Regions from separate parts of the Drosophila melanogaster genome. Here region 2 is linked to region 1. The links are chromatin contacts, called in public Hi-C maps. All regions are on one chromosome and are shown on one strand. The core of a region is the stretch at or near the end of the contact, and the rest is flanking DNA. Distances in the headings are between cores, read along the strand shown. Region 1 holds the start of CG12054. Region 2 holds the start of PNPase (Polynucleotide phosphorylase).

Region 1 (7,498 bases), core at 2,423-4,922:
AGCAGGAAGGCCATCATCAAACAGAACAGACCCATGGCCTCGGACAGGGCGAAGCCCAGAATGGCGTAGGAGAACAGCTGCTGTTTCAGCGATGGGTTCCTGGCGTAGCCGATGATGAGGGAACCGAATACTGTTCCGATACCAGCACCTGTTGTATTGGTTCGTTGTGTTTCGGTCGCGAAGTTGGGAGGAGAAAGAAGATCAAAGCATTAGTACCCTGTCCAAGTCAGTTGGCATCTCCGGTTCTCGCCGAAGCTCGCAAGTGAGAAATGGAATTCGGACAATGGGGAATGGATGGGTCACCCTGACGCGCCTTTAGCTTCTTTCACCAGGTAGTCAGTCACAGATTAGTCTGAATTGAGTTCTGCCTTAGAGGCAGCAAGCACATCGCACTAAAAACGCTGGCCACGAAAGGTTTCAATGCCAACCAGGCGGCGGTCACCGGGGGCAACGGCAACACCTGGTAGCAGGATTTCTGGTACTTTCGCCCTGCAATCACACAGGTTTCCTGCTGGGAAATGAAGCCGCAACAAACAGCTGGCTCGGCCGATTCTCAGACCTTCCCGGGGCAATGGTTTGTGGAGTAATCAGATACTCGTTGTGTGGGCCCCAGATGCTAGTTTGCAACTGACTGGAGGAAAAGAAGCCCAAGGCGTCTGGGGATCCCCTCTGACTGAATGATGTAGGTGCCCAACGAAACCAATACATACCGGATCCAGCGACACCGACTGTTGCGGCACCAGCACCAATGAATTTGGCGGCCGAGTCAATGTCACGCGTGACTGGCGAGGTCTGGAATGACCTGATCTGTGGCAGCAATGCAACGGGGGTTGTGTTCTGAGCGGCCAAAGTCTGGCTCTGGCTGATGATGGCGCTGCTCAATGGTCGCAAGTACTGCTTGGAGTTGGCGAGGAACTAGAAAGGTAGATGAGCGTTCGTTGATTATATAAGCGGTATTCCACGCCGTGTGTACATTGCTTGAGATAAAGTTTCTGGCCGTGATAAGAGATATATTATGCATAAAATTCATAATATTTTACCTAACCCCCATTACCACTACTAATCTACTACTAATAGCTTATAGACAACAAAAATTGAGAATTGATTCATATAATCTTTTCATGGTTTATCATGTTTACCAATTCAATTTATAAGTATAGGAATGCTATGGAAAATGTTCCATAAATACCCGAAATTCCTTCACATCGTACTACAAGTAAGAACTATTTGTGTGTGAAATAGAAACTTAGTGCTTGGGCATTTAGATCACACATGACCGGATCTTGGCAAATACACTAATACTGCTGCTTAACCCTCGAGTGCCGACCAAGTTCATTGCTCTGCTGTAATGCCAAGTTATGCAATCGTTAAGTAATTTTCCCTCGATTGGCACTTTGGCTGCTGTGTTTGTTGTGCTTCAGAGGCTACTAGCATAGTTGTTGGTGGCCCGATATTAACAACTATAGTTTTATAAACAATGTCAATTATTGTCAATTTGTATTACCCCGCACCCCTCTCATTTTTCAACACCCTACTGGAAAGCTTTCGCCGGTTCTAACCTCAAAGACACACACCACAGACCTGAAAGCAGGTGTTATACAATGAAGGGATAGCCTTTGAAACTGCAAATAAAAGAACTCACTAAATTCTACGCACAGATGCTGAGCGATAATTCACAATTTCTCGCATTTAATTAGTAGATTCCACTGGGCGCACACATAACCTCAAAGTTATGCAACTGTGTGCCGTCCGTGTTTTCTCACCGCGGCCATTGGAAGTTCACCACGCCAGGGCGGCATTCAAATGGTTAGATCGGGAAAATCAATGCACTTTTCCGATAATTATGTAATTTCCTGCACATTTTAACTTTATCTCGCACAATTCGGACATAAAAATGGGGAAGGGGTACTTACGGCGCTCCTGGCAACTGGGGCAATGCGAGAGACTGTCGACACGAACATTTTCGGTTGAATTTCCTTTTTGTTTTGCTTACGACAAAATTGAAGCTAGCGCACGGCTCTGCAAAGATATAGACGGAGATATCGATTAGTTCTGGGCTGACTTTCTGTCCCAAGAATACATTGTATCAAGTCCCACGCCGCCTCAGAAAAGTTACGTAACATGCGGAAAATCTGCCCTCGCACCGGATTTTCACTCGACTCTCAGCTCGATCTGTGCTCAGTCATCAATTGAAACCGATTTGCTGGCTTTTCCTCTGCGAATTTGCCGATTTTCTAACTTTTCCAGTGACGCAACGACTCGAGGCACACACGCACACCACTGCAAAACCAGAATGGCACACGTGTGTGTGTGCGAGTGTGCCGCAAGATGGCGGCGCATTATCAAACACGTTTCGCACTTTAATTGGCGAAATTTCACACGATTCTTCACTAATTCCGCGTTTTTTGGCTATCTGAGGCGTTTGCACGGCTGTTACCCAACAGAGGGGTGCTGATAAGGGGGGTGCTCCGCCAGCGGACGGAAAAACCCGGAAAAAGCAACTCACTTCGAACGAACCCTTCACAACAGTAAAACGAATTTGACAATTTCGCTGACTTTTGGGGGGTGCTAAGTGTGGCCGTCAGCGGGAGCTGGGAAAAAGGACGATAGGTCGATTTAATACTGGAAAGTACCAGAAATACCATTTTGGTTGAGAACCCAATCCACGGTGCAAGTCCTGGCTACACATTTTCAGCAGAGACGCGCCCCAGGAGCGAGTCTTTGCTAGAATAGGAGGTTGCCCTTGCACAATAGGCGCAGTGTGACCATAACAGTAGTGGATACGTAGAATCAATTAAATAGCCCTTTCCCACGAAACTGCGTCTTTCTAATTTTGTTTATTTATTTATACTACAAATTAATAAAATAAAATCTTTGGCGAACGGTCCATAAAAACGGGTCATTCTGAAAATTTTTCAACCAGCAAATGCAATAGATAAATTAGATAATTAGATAATTAGATAAATTAGATAAGTTTTCAATGAATTTGGCAAGTGTAGGGCCAAATAAGTATGTATAATCGTTTGTGTTTTACATGCACATAATCTATTCTTTTATTTAACTACATACATATGTATTGTGAAATATATTTTTATCATCAATATAGTTGATGAAATTATGTATATAAAATATAACCAGACTTCAGTTGTAATAATATTCATCGTGCCCTAAGTTTCCCTGTCTTTTTAAAATATATTTGATGGGGTGGAAAATATTAAATTCATATGTAAAAATTATATATATGGTAACATTTTAATAAACCTTAGCTAAGCTTCAAGTATGCCTATCCCGAAATTGAAATAAAAGTGTAATTTTATATTATATATAATATATAATATAATATATAATTAATTATTATTTATTGTTTTCATTAATTTTTACGGAACTATATATACAAAAGGAAACGACTAGAGCCCTCTGGCATCTTTTCATAATTCTATACGCAATAAACAATATAAAATTTTTTATTTATTTCTTGTAATAATTTCTTATGGAATAATGCCTTAGTAAATAACTAGAGCCGGCCGGCATATTTTCATCGAAATATAAGTTTGTATTCTCAAAATATTTAATGTTCTATAGGAAGGTGTATCTGCTAGACTTAAATTAGTTAGGAGGGTGCACTCGCTAAGAGCCCGAGAATGCAGTGCAGCCCTGGTACGTGCAAACTCACCACAGTCACGCACACCACCACAAACGCAGCGTTACGCGTCGTTCGACGTCGGTGTTTGTGTCTACGTCACGTCGGCTTAAATTATGTTTTAATTACCCAGCGGCAACTGCGAATGCAACTGAATCGAAGCACAGAATGCTGTAAGTAAATATAATACTGATGCTAATTTGAAGTCAGTTAAACCCAGTTACGCCCCCCAAAATGTTGCAGCCCTCAATTGCATAACATCACTTGCGCATGAGTGTGTGCGTGTGTGAGGAAACGCCAGAGGAGCGAAACACACCACACCGAACAGCGGCGTAGGGAAAGAGACGGCAGAAGCAGCTGAATTGCAGTACAAGCAGGGTTCATCGCTAACAAAAAAACAAGCCATGTACTCCTGCTGAATTTCGAAAGCGACTTATTATCGCCTGATTACCAACGAACAGTATTCGCCCGATCAAACGCCACATAACCCCCTAAACTCACCACAGCACATTGGAAGTGGGTGGGAGTCGCCGCTAAGCTGAAATTGCAGCCCTGGAAATGGACGTTTCGGTGCAGTGCTGACCTGGCCACACTGACCAGCCCCCGATTTAGTTGCTGTTTTTTTACATAACTCGCCACATTCGTTCTCTTCGGAATACGTGATATATATATATATATGATAATACGATATATATTATGGCCGTTTTCCTGATCAACGTCTGCAAGTACAATGGCTGCGGCATCACGTTTCCGAGCTTGAGCGATCTGATTTCCCACATCGAGGACACCCACATAGGTGAGACGGGTCGTAAACACCGTAAATATCGCTATCATTTGACCGTCGCGTGATGTTCTCGGTGTGTTTTGTTTATTTTATTTACTCGCCGCGGCATAAATAAAAAAACAAATCGGATCGCAGCGGGGCAGAGGTGTGCGAGTTCGTCAGTGTGTGAGTGCGTGAACGGCTTCGTGGTGAATTGGATGTTGTTTCTACGATATGATTTGCAGTTTGCATTCGGCATTTATTGCACTTAAAGGCAAAATCGATGCTGGAAGCCTGGAAATGGCTACCTGTGCCCACACACACCGCTGCACGCCGCACACACACGCCCTGTTTTCCAGGCGCGTACAGCATTCGTTGATCGGTGCGCTGGCTGGAAAGTGCGGGTGCGAGCGAGAGCGCAGCACAAGCAAAACAAAAGCAAAAAAGCCGGTGATCCATTCAAAACCCCGCCTGTCTGTGTGTGTGCGTGCGTGTGTGTTTGGAAGGCCAGCACAGCATCTAGTTGTTGTTTGCGGTGTAGTGGAAACCGGCGAGTTGAGCGCCCTTTTTTTGACCTGTCCGCATGGCTTGGCTTGGGTTCGGCTGTTTCTGGCGTTCGTTTCCATGGCAGGTGTATCCGCATCCGGTAATCGGAGTTGGAACTTAGAAGTTGGAGGAGATGCGCTTCTTGTCTGCCCCATGCGCCTTCCCCCTCCGCTCATACCACGCACTCACAATCACAATCGATACTTGAACTTTCCCGTCCACGTGACTCCCGTGGGCTTCCAATTAATCATTTCCACGGTGTGTGTTTACCGGCTGAAATAAACAAATTCTAATTTTAGTGATTGTATGGCGAGGGGCGGGGTTTTCGAGGGCGAAAAATCAATAGAGTTAAGCTCAGTAGTGTTGCCGCATTACGAAAACGGGGGTTTGGGGGTGGTTTAACCGTTAACGGGCTTTATTTATGCCGAACATGCCGTGCGTCTTACACTGAGAGTTATTTTTATGTATGTACGTTTGTATGGTTGACTCTTTTTGCTTTTAGAATGAGGTACTTTTTAAAGGTCGTGTAATTTATTTACAAAAACACATAAAATTAACGAGTGAGATCACCATTCATCCAAGTCAATGCATTTTCATGCTTTAGGGGCAATGTAAAGTGGTGATTGCAGAGCTCGCCTACTTTGTAAGCTGTACGTACACACGTTATTTAATTACCCTTTGCACTTCAATTTTTCTCTGTGCACAATCAGGCTCTCTTACACACGCGTAGAGAGAGGGGTTGGAAAGAGAAAGCAGAGGGGTTGCTCAGCTGACGATTACGTTGGCAGCTGTTTTGTTGTTGCCACTGCTGCGTGATAACGGTCAACACACACACACGCACACTTGAACATATAAAATGGCTGCCCGGGCAGGCTTTCCCACCTAGCCACCACCCCCTTTTGCGTCCCGGGGCATTACATAAAGCCCAGGCACGAGCATACGCCCACTTGGCAACTGCCACCCCCAAAATCGCCCAGGCCCAGATACCAAATACGCCCGAGGCCCCGAAAACCCGCATCCCCCGTTTGCCCATTTCCCCACATCCATTGCGTATCCATTACGTGAGCGAGCTGTTCTAGGGCTTATAAATGCCCATCATTTCATTATCTCGAAGGACATTCGATGCGTGGGTTCCCTGAGTGGATGGATGGTTGGATGGTTGGATGGATGGCTGGGTGCATGGATATGGATGTGTGCCTGTTATCAGGACTCAGTGGGCGTTGTCGCTTCGTTTCGGCTCGATTCGGTTGTCATGGCAACGCAAAAGGCGGCGAGACCTTCAGGTTTGTCCTTTTCACAGTTGCCAGGCACCTGTTGTACGGTCCCGAAAATGCCCGGGATAATTTATTTATGAGTGTTTCTGCACTCGCATTTAGATAACCAGCTGCGAAAGGCTAACTGCCGCAGTAAACCAAACAAATGTACCTGTGCACCTGTCAAATCGTTTTTGCAATTTTACCAGGGAATTTCATCTGAAAGATAAGATTCTAGCTAACTATGAGTCACCAAAACGCATTTGGTTTCATCCAAGATTCATTTTCAAACTAAACAGTCGCATAATAGGTACAGTTTCAGAGATTATATGGGATTTATTCCAGTTAAAATGAGGATTTTATAAATCGGGGGACTTAACAAGAAAATCGCATAAAGGTTGGGTTGCCAGCAAACCCTTTTGACCTTGAAATACTTTTGGTTTGCAAGGTTATTTCTGTGACTTTTCTATTTCTTATGAGATGAGTAATTTCAACCATCCAACCATTTATGATTCAATGAACTTTGAAGGTTATTAAATGGTTTTAATGAAAAGGTGTCCCTGCATTTGCCATGTCAACATAATTAGACTCCAGTCAATGACTTGTGTTCCTCGAATTTCTTTCTTCACAGCTATTGGAAAGTTTTTGAGATAGCTGCCGAAATGAAAACAAACCAAAACAGCATGTTCAAGCAAAAGAAAAAACATTTGTTATCGTTTTTAAATTCTGCAACAAGTGCATGAGTCACACGAGTGCAAAAGAGAGAGGAATCTGCGTTTATTTTGTATCTGAAATGCGAAAAACGTATGAAATACGACGCATGTACAGATGTGGGCTTGTATGTGGCTACGATATGTACGTACGTATGTAGGATATTTGCTCAAGAGCTGTTTGTAAAATACTCGATTTGATACCCTGCAGTTTCATTCATTGCTATTCCAGCATCTCGAGCGCATAATCACCGATTTCGTGATGTTGTGGAACTACAGGGTATATGTATGTACATGTACATGCAAACATCGAGGCAAGAGCAAAAAGTCACCTACAGAGAAGTCGTGAATGTCTGGGGTTATCAACGGCAAAATAATAATAACAATAACGAAGGCGGAGCAGAAATATAAAAAAAAACCCGAACCGGGTGAACTGATTTGACCGTTGACAAATGACGCCGTGTTCTCGATAGGATGAGGGGCGTGGCACATCAATTTCATCAGCTAGAATACGTGTATATAATTGCAGTTTTAAGTGACGAGTGTCCAAGGCAATTGATACTTGCTGAAATGTTGCCCAAAGTAC
Region 2 (7,498 bases), core at 3,052-5,551, 180 kb after region 1:
CGAGAGACTGAACCGGAAATCAACTATGTGATCGAGCGGTAAGTTAACAAATCAATTCTATTTGGTCTGCTTTCAACTGCAACTTCATCAATTCATACAGATTTTCGAAATACAAGCGCTACATCTCCGAGATAAACGAAGAGGTTGTCGACTATCTGAGCGATGCCAAGACTCCCATTGTGGCCTTGTACAGCATATCCGATTCCTACTACCGCGTCATCATCTAGCCAACATCAAATGCATAGAATCGGCTGAACTACTTAGTAGACCAGCCAGTAGTGTAAGCTCGAAAGTGTCACAAATTATTTTCGCCGAAATTCTACTTAACTGGCTGCCCTCCGTGCCATTAACACTTTTGTTTGTTTGTGCGAATCAAAATTGATGAGATTGTATGTTTCTGTATCCATTTCAAATGGTTGAGAACTTATTTCTATTCTGCCAATTTATTGAATGCCTTTCTAGTGGAAGCTCTCATTCATAAACACATATTTTATTATAACTTGGTTTAAAGTTAAATCCATACTAAAGCTGTTCGCTCCTAAGTCAAAAGAATAGTTGGAAACTAAAATGATTCTTTTTGAATTTGTATAATTATGTTTAAACAAGATTAAGTATCCGAACTTTCTTGCACTTCGAAATTAAAGTTAAGTAGAGGCTAATATTTTCAGAGAAAATTCTTAAAAATTGTTTTATAAATAGCATCTCGGGGTTGAATCGAGCAATAACAATTTATTTATACAGCTGACGGTCAAATAGGTGAATCTTCATCCAATATTTTATATACGTACAACTTTTAAGGACAACATTTTTTAGCCTACAATAAAATTTCAAGTTTTGAAGGCGTCTTTTCGCAGACGAAACATAAGGAAAGCTCACTGTACAAGTTAATTTGCATCTTGGAACTCACGTTCCGCTCTCTCCGGCAGATTTGTTGAGCGAACGGGGGATTCCCAGGGCGGGCCCTTGGAGAACCTTTCGCGAAAGACGCATAAAGCCGGAGACGGGATCGCGGCCAAAGTACTTGACCTGGATCTCCTGACCCACTTCCAGGTTTAGGGCAGAGGGATGGGCTATCTTGCGCTGATCCAGCTGCGAGTTGTGCAGCAAAGCGGGTGGCATACTGGGATAGAGGATGACCATTACTCCGGTGTCTCGCAATTCGGTGATTTTGGCAGTGTAGATTCCGCCGAACTCCAGGTCCGGCACTCGTTCCTTCACCATGTAGCCCTCGATCAGCTCCTTGGCCTCATCCATGGCTGCTTGCGAAGGAGCAAAAACATTGAAATGGGTCTCATCGACTGCTGTTAGGGAGGTGCCCGTTTCCAAGTAAATCCGCTTCATGTGAAGGCCGCTGGGACCAATTAACTGCGCCCTCTGTTGCGGCTCTACAGTTAGGGTTTCACTCACTGGCCAGCTCTCCTTGGGGTATTTTCTAAACGATTGCGAGAGTATTATAAAATTAGCATTTAAAACCATGTAGTTCCCTTAAGTGACGTGTACTCACCGAGGTTCCCTAATAGCCTCACTCATGATGTCCAGAATATTAGATTTGGCATCGGTGGCCTTTTGTAGCGATTCCATCACAACCTTAAGAGGAATTCCCGGGATCTTGAGGTCCGCCTGGATGGCGGTGAAGCCTTTTCTCGTGCCAGCCACCTTCATGTCCATGTCGCCCATGTAATCTTCGATGCCCAGGATGTCGGTGAGAATGCGGTAGTCCTGCAGGTGCTTAGTGTCGTCGTTCTCGAACTTTGTGACCAGGCCAATGGCCACACCTGCCGCAGGTGCGCTCACTGGAACGCCGGCGTCCATAAGGGCCAAGGAGCCACCGCAAACGCTGGCCATGCTACTGCTCCCATTGGATTCCAGGACTTCAGAGGTGAGTCTTACGGTAAAGGGATAATCATTCGGCAGGGTGGGAAGCAACGATCTCTCCGCCAAGGCTCCGTGGCCCATTTCCCGGCGACCCACTGGACCAATCCGACCCACTTCACCCGTGGCATAGGGCGGGAACTCATAGTGCAGCATAAAGTTCTTGGCCTTCAGGCCACCGCTATCTAAAGCAGCCAACGAGTCAAGTTTCATTGCGCTTTCCTGCGAGTCCAAGCTAACCGTGCAGAAGACCTGCGTCTGACCGCGCTGGAATAGGGCGGATCCGTGGAGAGGCTTGTACATGTCCACCTGGCAGGAGATGTTCCTCAGCTGGTCGTAATCTCGTCCATCGCAACGCAGACCCCGCTCAAAGATCAGTTCGCGAAAAATGGTTCTACTGGTCTGGTTGAACTGCTCGGTAATAAGCGACGGTTCGGTATCCGGAAACGAACTCCACACCTTGTCAATAACGTTGGAGCGCACCTCGTTAACCGCATTGTCACGAGACATCTTGTCGTGCGTCGAATCCTGGAAGATCTCTCTCAGCCGCATTTCGCACATGCTACGAACGGCTTTCCCCAGTTCGGGATCTACTTCGGCAGCCACTTCCACTTCGCGCTTCTGTCGACCATAGGCCTTCTGCAGTCGCTCGATCTCGTGGATAATGAATTGGGCCTCACGAGTCCCTTGTTTGATAGCCTTTAGAAGGTCCTGCTGAAGAACCACATTCCCCTTGCCCTCCAACATAACGACGAGGTTTTGTTTGGTGGCGGAGACTACCAAATCCAGTTGCGAAGTCTGCAGCTCCCGGCGCGTGGGGTTGATCAGCACCTCGCCGTCGCAGAGGCCAACGCTTTGTAGGATTAAAAGAGTTATAAGCGGTTACCAGTTAGATTCGTTCGTGAGTACTCACCGCACAGCTCCAATGGGTCCATTCCAGGGAATGTCACTTAGAGATAGCGCCATGGAAGCGGCATTGATTGCAAGCACATCCGGACTGTGCACCGCGTCCATAGCCAACATGTTGCACACCAGCTGTGTCTCCGTGCGATAATCTTTGTGGAAGAGCGGGCGTAGCGAACGGTCGATAAGGCGGGCGGACAGGATCTCTTTTTCCGAGGGGCCCAGTTCGCGGCGCATAAAGTTCATGGGTATTCTGCCAGAGGCGGCGTTTTTCAGTCGGTAGTCAACCACCAGAGGCATGAATCCCTGGCCGGGATTTGGCTTCGCCTTGGCCACCGCGGTGACCATGACGGCGGTATCGCCCATTTGGCACACAGCTGTTCCATTCGCAAATCTCGCCAGGCGGCCGGAACTGAAGGTCATGTTACGTCTGCGGAGGATTCAAGACTTTGCTATTGGAACTCGGAGTGGAGGCCACGAACTCACCCATTGCTGAAGTTGACTTCCACGGAGGGCGCTTCTCCGTTGGAACTGCTTTGGATTCCTCTCCTTCCTCCTGGGCAGGACAAACTTAGGCATTTGAGGCGATAGTTGAGCAGCTTCAGCGATTTCCGTGTGAAAATCATGGCCATTACCTAAAAGTGCCGGGTGATTCCGGCTGAGGCGACAGTTCTGTACGCTGTATTTTCATGGTTATTTAAGAAATAATTAGTGGTCAAAATCTTACAATAAAAGCCCTGTACGTTTCTTGAGACTTGGAAGTTAGACTTAGAGCGCCTCAACTATTTGTATTGTTTAATTCAGTTATCTCAAAACTAGAATGCCCATTTAAAACAAAGTAGAGTGTGCAACATGTGTGCGTTCGGCGTTGCCACCTGGCAAGGGTAACAACAAATGAATTATATAGACAAACTATTACACGGATTATGTCTTAGGAATAATGTAGTAAATATTAATACAGCGTATTTTAAAAAAATTAATTTCGTTTCCAATAAGATATTTAGAAGGGTTCCCAGAAAATGAACTATTAGCTTGTGTCCCCGATAATGTCAAATTTGCAGTGCTGCCAACTCTTAGCAATGTTAGTTACAGCATGCAAGAAACAGCATTTAAATTCCTTTTCAGAAACGAAGAATTAAGACGGTATGTTCTGAAAGGTCCTAAAACGACCAACAGAATGACGCGACGATGTCCAAATCGCCAGATCTAAGTAATTCAAGCTAGCTAGAAAATAGCTGAGGCATCAGCACTACACAGTCCGCCAAAATTAGTCCGTCTTTTTACGCGTTTAGAGTTTTTTACCGCGAGTCGAAGACGTCTTTCACTAACTCAACGACGGTCTTACAGAAGACTCCAATATTTTTCGAGCAGGCAATTCGCGGATCCATCGTTAATTTTGGGCACTTGCAGAAAGCCCAGTTGCGAACGTCGTCGTGTGTCGTCTTAGAAAAGCCACTCCTCCAACCGGAAAACCGCAAGAGCGTCGAGCCCTTGTTTTGCGAGCCTTTTCGAAAAAAGCTGGGAATTTCACGCCGTATTTTTCGTATCTTTTCCGTCAACGAAACGCCGCGTGTGTCGTAGTGTGCGTGTGTGTGTTCTGTGTGCCCGCCCATCTGTGCATGTGTGAGAGCGCGCCTGTGTGTGTGAATTTTGGTGAGAGCCGCAACAACAACCGAAAAGAAAACCAAAATCGACAAATGCGGTCAAATTGAAAAGAAAAACAAAAAATCAAAGAGTATTCTTGCGCAAAGCCAAAAGGCAAAGTCAAAAAAGAGCGCAAAGCCAAAAAAACGCAGATTTCCCAACGAAAAGGCCGGAAAATTGCCCACTAGGCGTGTCGCTGCTTCTTCTTGTTCTTTCAAATTGTTTATGCTGCAATTGCAGTGGTGTGCGAAAGGAGTGGTAGAGAGAGAGAGAAGGAAAAGCGTCTTATCAACGCCCGCTTTCTTATCAGAACCCACACATTTGTTGCGAAAATTCCAACCAGCCGAAACTCACAGTGAAGCTTTAAATAGCACATCAAACAAACAGGTAAGTCTCATTAATCAGCTTGAAATCACCTTATTTTCTACTGCTCCTCGGTGGTCACAACTCACTGGCTGTTCCCCTCCTTTGCACTTAAGCACTTAACGGTAACTGTAAATTACACACACGTTGGCCTTGTCTCTCCTGGCGATTAATTGCATTAATGCCGCAGGACTCGCGCCATCCCTGTCACCCCACGCCAATCGATTAAAAAGTGAAAGCAATCGGGAAATGCTTATCAGTAGGTCCTCCTTCTTTGCTTTTTAAATGCATAAATACCCATGCACAGATGCACACATGCAAGCAATCAGCCCAACAATGCACTATATGAATATTTATAGCTCATTATTTATTGTCTCGCTGTTCCCGTCCATCATTTGACCCGCTAAAGAGGGCAGGTTGGTAAATAAATGAAAAGTTATCGAGATAATCGGTGGAATTGTTGGATCATTAATAATTTGTTTATTTTTTAGTTAACCTCTGACAATTTATCAATGACTTAGTAGACATAAGTCAGCTTGTTATTTTTGCATTTACCAAGATATCCGGAAGTAACATCTATTGCTCACACAAAAATATATTGGGCATTCACAATAGTGATGACTCACTGCCATGCGTGTTCACTGATTATTTTGACTTCTAAAATCATACATTTTATATTTACGTAAAGTTTTCAGAGCTGATATAAACATTAATTCAAGATATTTATTTATTAATCACTTGCACACTACTTCCAAAATACTGTACGTTTTATGCAAAATGTCGGAATAACATCAGAGATGTGATGCACAGGAAAATTCCCCATAATTCATGAAACCTATTTCCAAAATTAACAGAAAACTATTTGCGGTACTCGAACTCAAAATCTGTATTTTTATAGCACGAACATTGGAAAAGAACGCAAACCAATTAGTGAAACCATTTTGAAATCACCATAAATCAGCGTGATTGCCTGGCAATAAATTCCCGTTTCCATTTGCAGCTGACAAATGCGAGTCGTTAAAAATAGTTTTTCCCCAAAAGCGTAACTTTCCCCCGCTTTTCAAGGGCGACCCTCGCAATGTCCCGATGTACTTTCCTTATCGCTTCTGCATTTCGAGTTCTTTTTTCTGTGGTACGTCATCGGCAGCCGGGTGTCTCTGATTGTTTGAGAATCGCCTCGCCGGCTGCATAATTAAGACGAGCTGGACGTTTAGCTGATAAACGTTTCCACTTTTCATCGGCGGATGGGAGTCAATGTGCCATTCACAGAAGACCTCTACTCTGGTACACAGATGGTGATTGTTAAAGTCCAAGATCTCTGATGTGTGACCCCATGGGGTGCCCTTTTCAACTGTCAGGTCGCAACTATTGTTTCCATGTTTCGAGGGCTTGCGTCACAGTTTATCGACTCGAGTTGCGAGCTGCGAGCTGTGAGTCCCGAGAACCCGCAACCCATTCCGACAGGATGACGTAGGCAATTGGCAGAAACATGTGTATCCTGGGTATCCTGGGCCCCGTGCAGACAACAATAAACCATCAGCGCCAACCCCATGGGCAAATAAAACCCAATCGAATATTATTATCAATGAGGGCAGGACCCAAACAACGAACGCCAGTTCGAGCGCGAAGGAGGGTTGGCCACATGCTGCTCTTCCCTTGGCAGGATATCATTGCCAGCACTTGGACCCAGCCCACTGAACTTCCCAATTCCAATTCCAATCCCGACCACGCCCACATGCCATCATCGTCGCCTTCTGCGCTAATTTGGCGCGACTTTGACACTTGTTAGCCAATATGTTTTTGGCTCGTGTTAATGGCCCAACGGGAATTGATATTAATTGCGCCGCACGCCCCTCACGCCGCCCGAACTGGGCGTGGTCGTCGGTCAATATTGTTGGTCTCTAGAAGAAAAAAAAAAACAACAGAAAACGAAAAACACAAATGGCCCGAAAATCAGCTTAAATCAATTTTTTGTGGTCGCCGCCTTTTGTTCACTTGCTGGTTTTTGGTCCAAAATCGGCTTACCAACTTCGGTGCCTGTTTTTCTTGTGACTTTGGGCTTTACAAAGAGGCTCTAAGGTTCCCTTCTCGTTCAATCTAATTAATCCTGCCTTCCTTGATTGAGAATATGGGATTTGCCTTGCCCTTAAGAAAACCAGATTTCCTCACCCTTTGGCAGCCAATGAAAACTGAAAGCGCTCCCAATGTTTCCATTTTTCCAGGCCCTGTGTTTTCCTTTCATGTGCCCTAATAAAACTAAATTCAATTAGAACTTGCAGTTCGAGTTCCTTGTGCGTGTGGGAAAAGTTGGAGTGAAATGTGAGAAAAGTTTTGCGGAATATGTCGGAAAAGTGAAAGAGGGATGGGTAGGATCAGTGGCAATGGGCGGATGGCACATGGAGGGCTCATTAGTTGCCAAACGAAATCTCCGGAGGGCATGCAAATTTAATCGAATCACTTCGAGTGAAAAGCCACTTAATGATGGTTCCTTTCCTTTTCATTTCTAATAGATGAAAAGGCATCTGCCTAATGGGTTTTGAAAACAAGCAGCGTGAAAGGTTCCTTCCTTTAGGTCCTACTAATATGAACATAACTTCCCACGGCACTGGAATTGATTCCTTATGATTCATCTCTTCCGTGCTCCTCATCGTTTCCAAGTGCCTAGCATCCGCCTGACACACCCACCTGCCCAGTCTGGCGTAGTTCGATAAGAAGA

The links. Hi-C and Micro-C count contacts between places; a contact is called where the count stands out from the background.
Region 2: a contact with region 1 is called in a Hi-C map of the Kc167 cell line, with 4 times the contacts expected there. A contact is called at or near these places in 13 of 107 Hi-C or Micro-C datasets (the Clone 8 cell line, the D17-c3 cell line, the Kc167 cell line and 6 more) and 4 of 7 datasets of targeted methods (the Kc167 cell line and the S2 cell line).

Annotation. Positions count from the first base shown.
Region 1 is chr3R:31,217,030-31,224,527 of dm6, forward strand. It overlaps CG12054, which reads left to right and starts at 3,673. Exons shown (of 7, transcript NM_001260456.2): 1 at 3,673-3,813; 2 at 3,884-4,436. The coding sequence starts at 4,337. ATPsynC (ATP synthase, subunit C) reads right to left here and starts at 2,601. Exons shown (of 4, transcript NM_143595.2): 1 at 2,507-2,601; 2 at 1,914-2,019; 3 at 711-915; 4 at 1-148. The coding sequence starts at 1,961. mir-4949 (mir-4949 stem loop) reads right to left here and starts at 2,343; the gene lies at 2,245-2,343. It also overlaps RNaseP:RNA.
Region 2 is chr3R:31,401,151-31,408,648 of dm6, forward strand. PNPase (Polynucleotide phosphorylase) reads right to left here and starts at 4,302. Exons shown (of 5, transcript NM_170550.2): 1 at 4,121-4,302; 2 at 3,262-3,454; 3 at 2,786-3,205; 4 at 1,505-2,725; 5 at 687-1,432. The coding sequence starts at 3,407. The coding sequence ends at 904. It overlaps Gprk2 (G protein-coupled receptor kinase 2), which reads left to right and starts at 4,095. Exons shown (of 13, transcript NM_057519.4): 1 at 4,095-4,806. It overlaps Gcn2 (Gcn2,), which reads left to right. Exons shown (of 10, transcript NM_057882.4): 9 at 1-38; 10 at 101-863. The coding sequence ends at 227.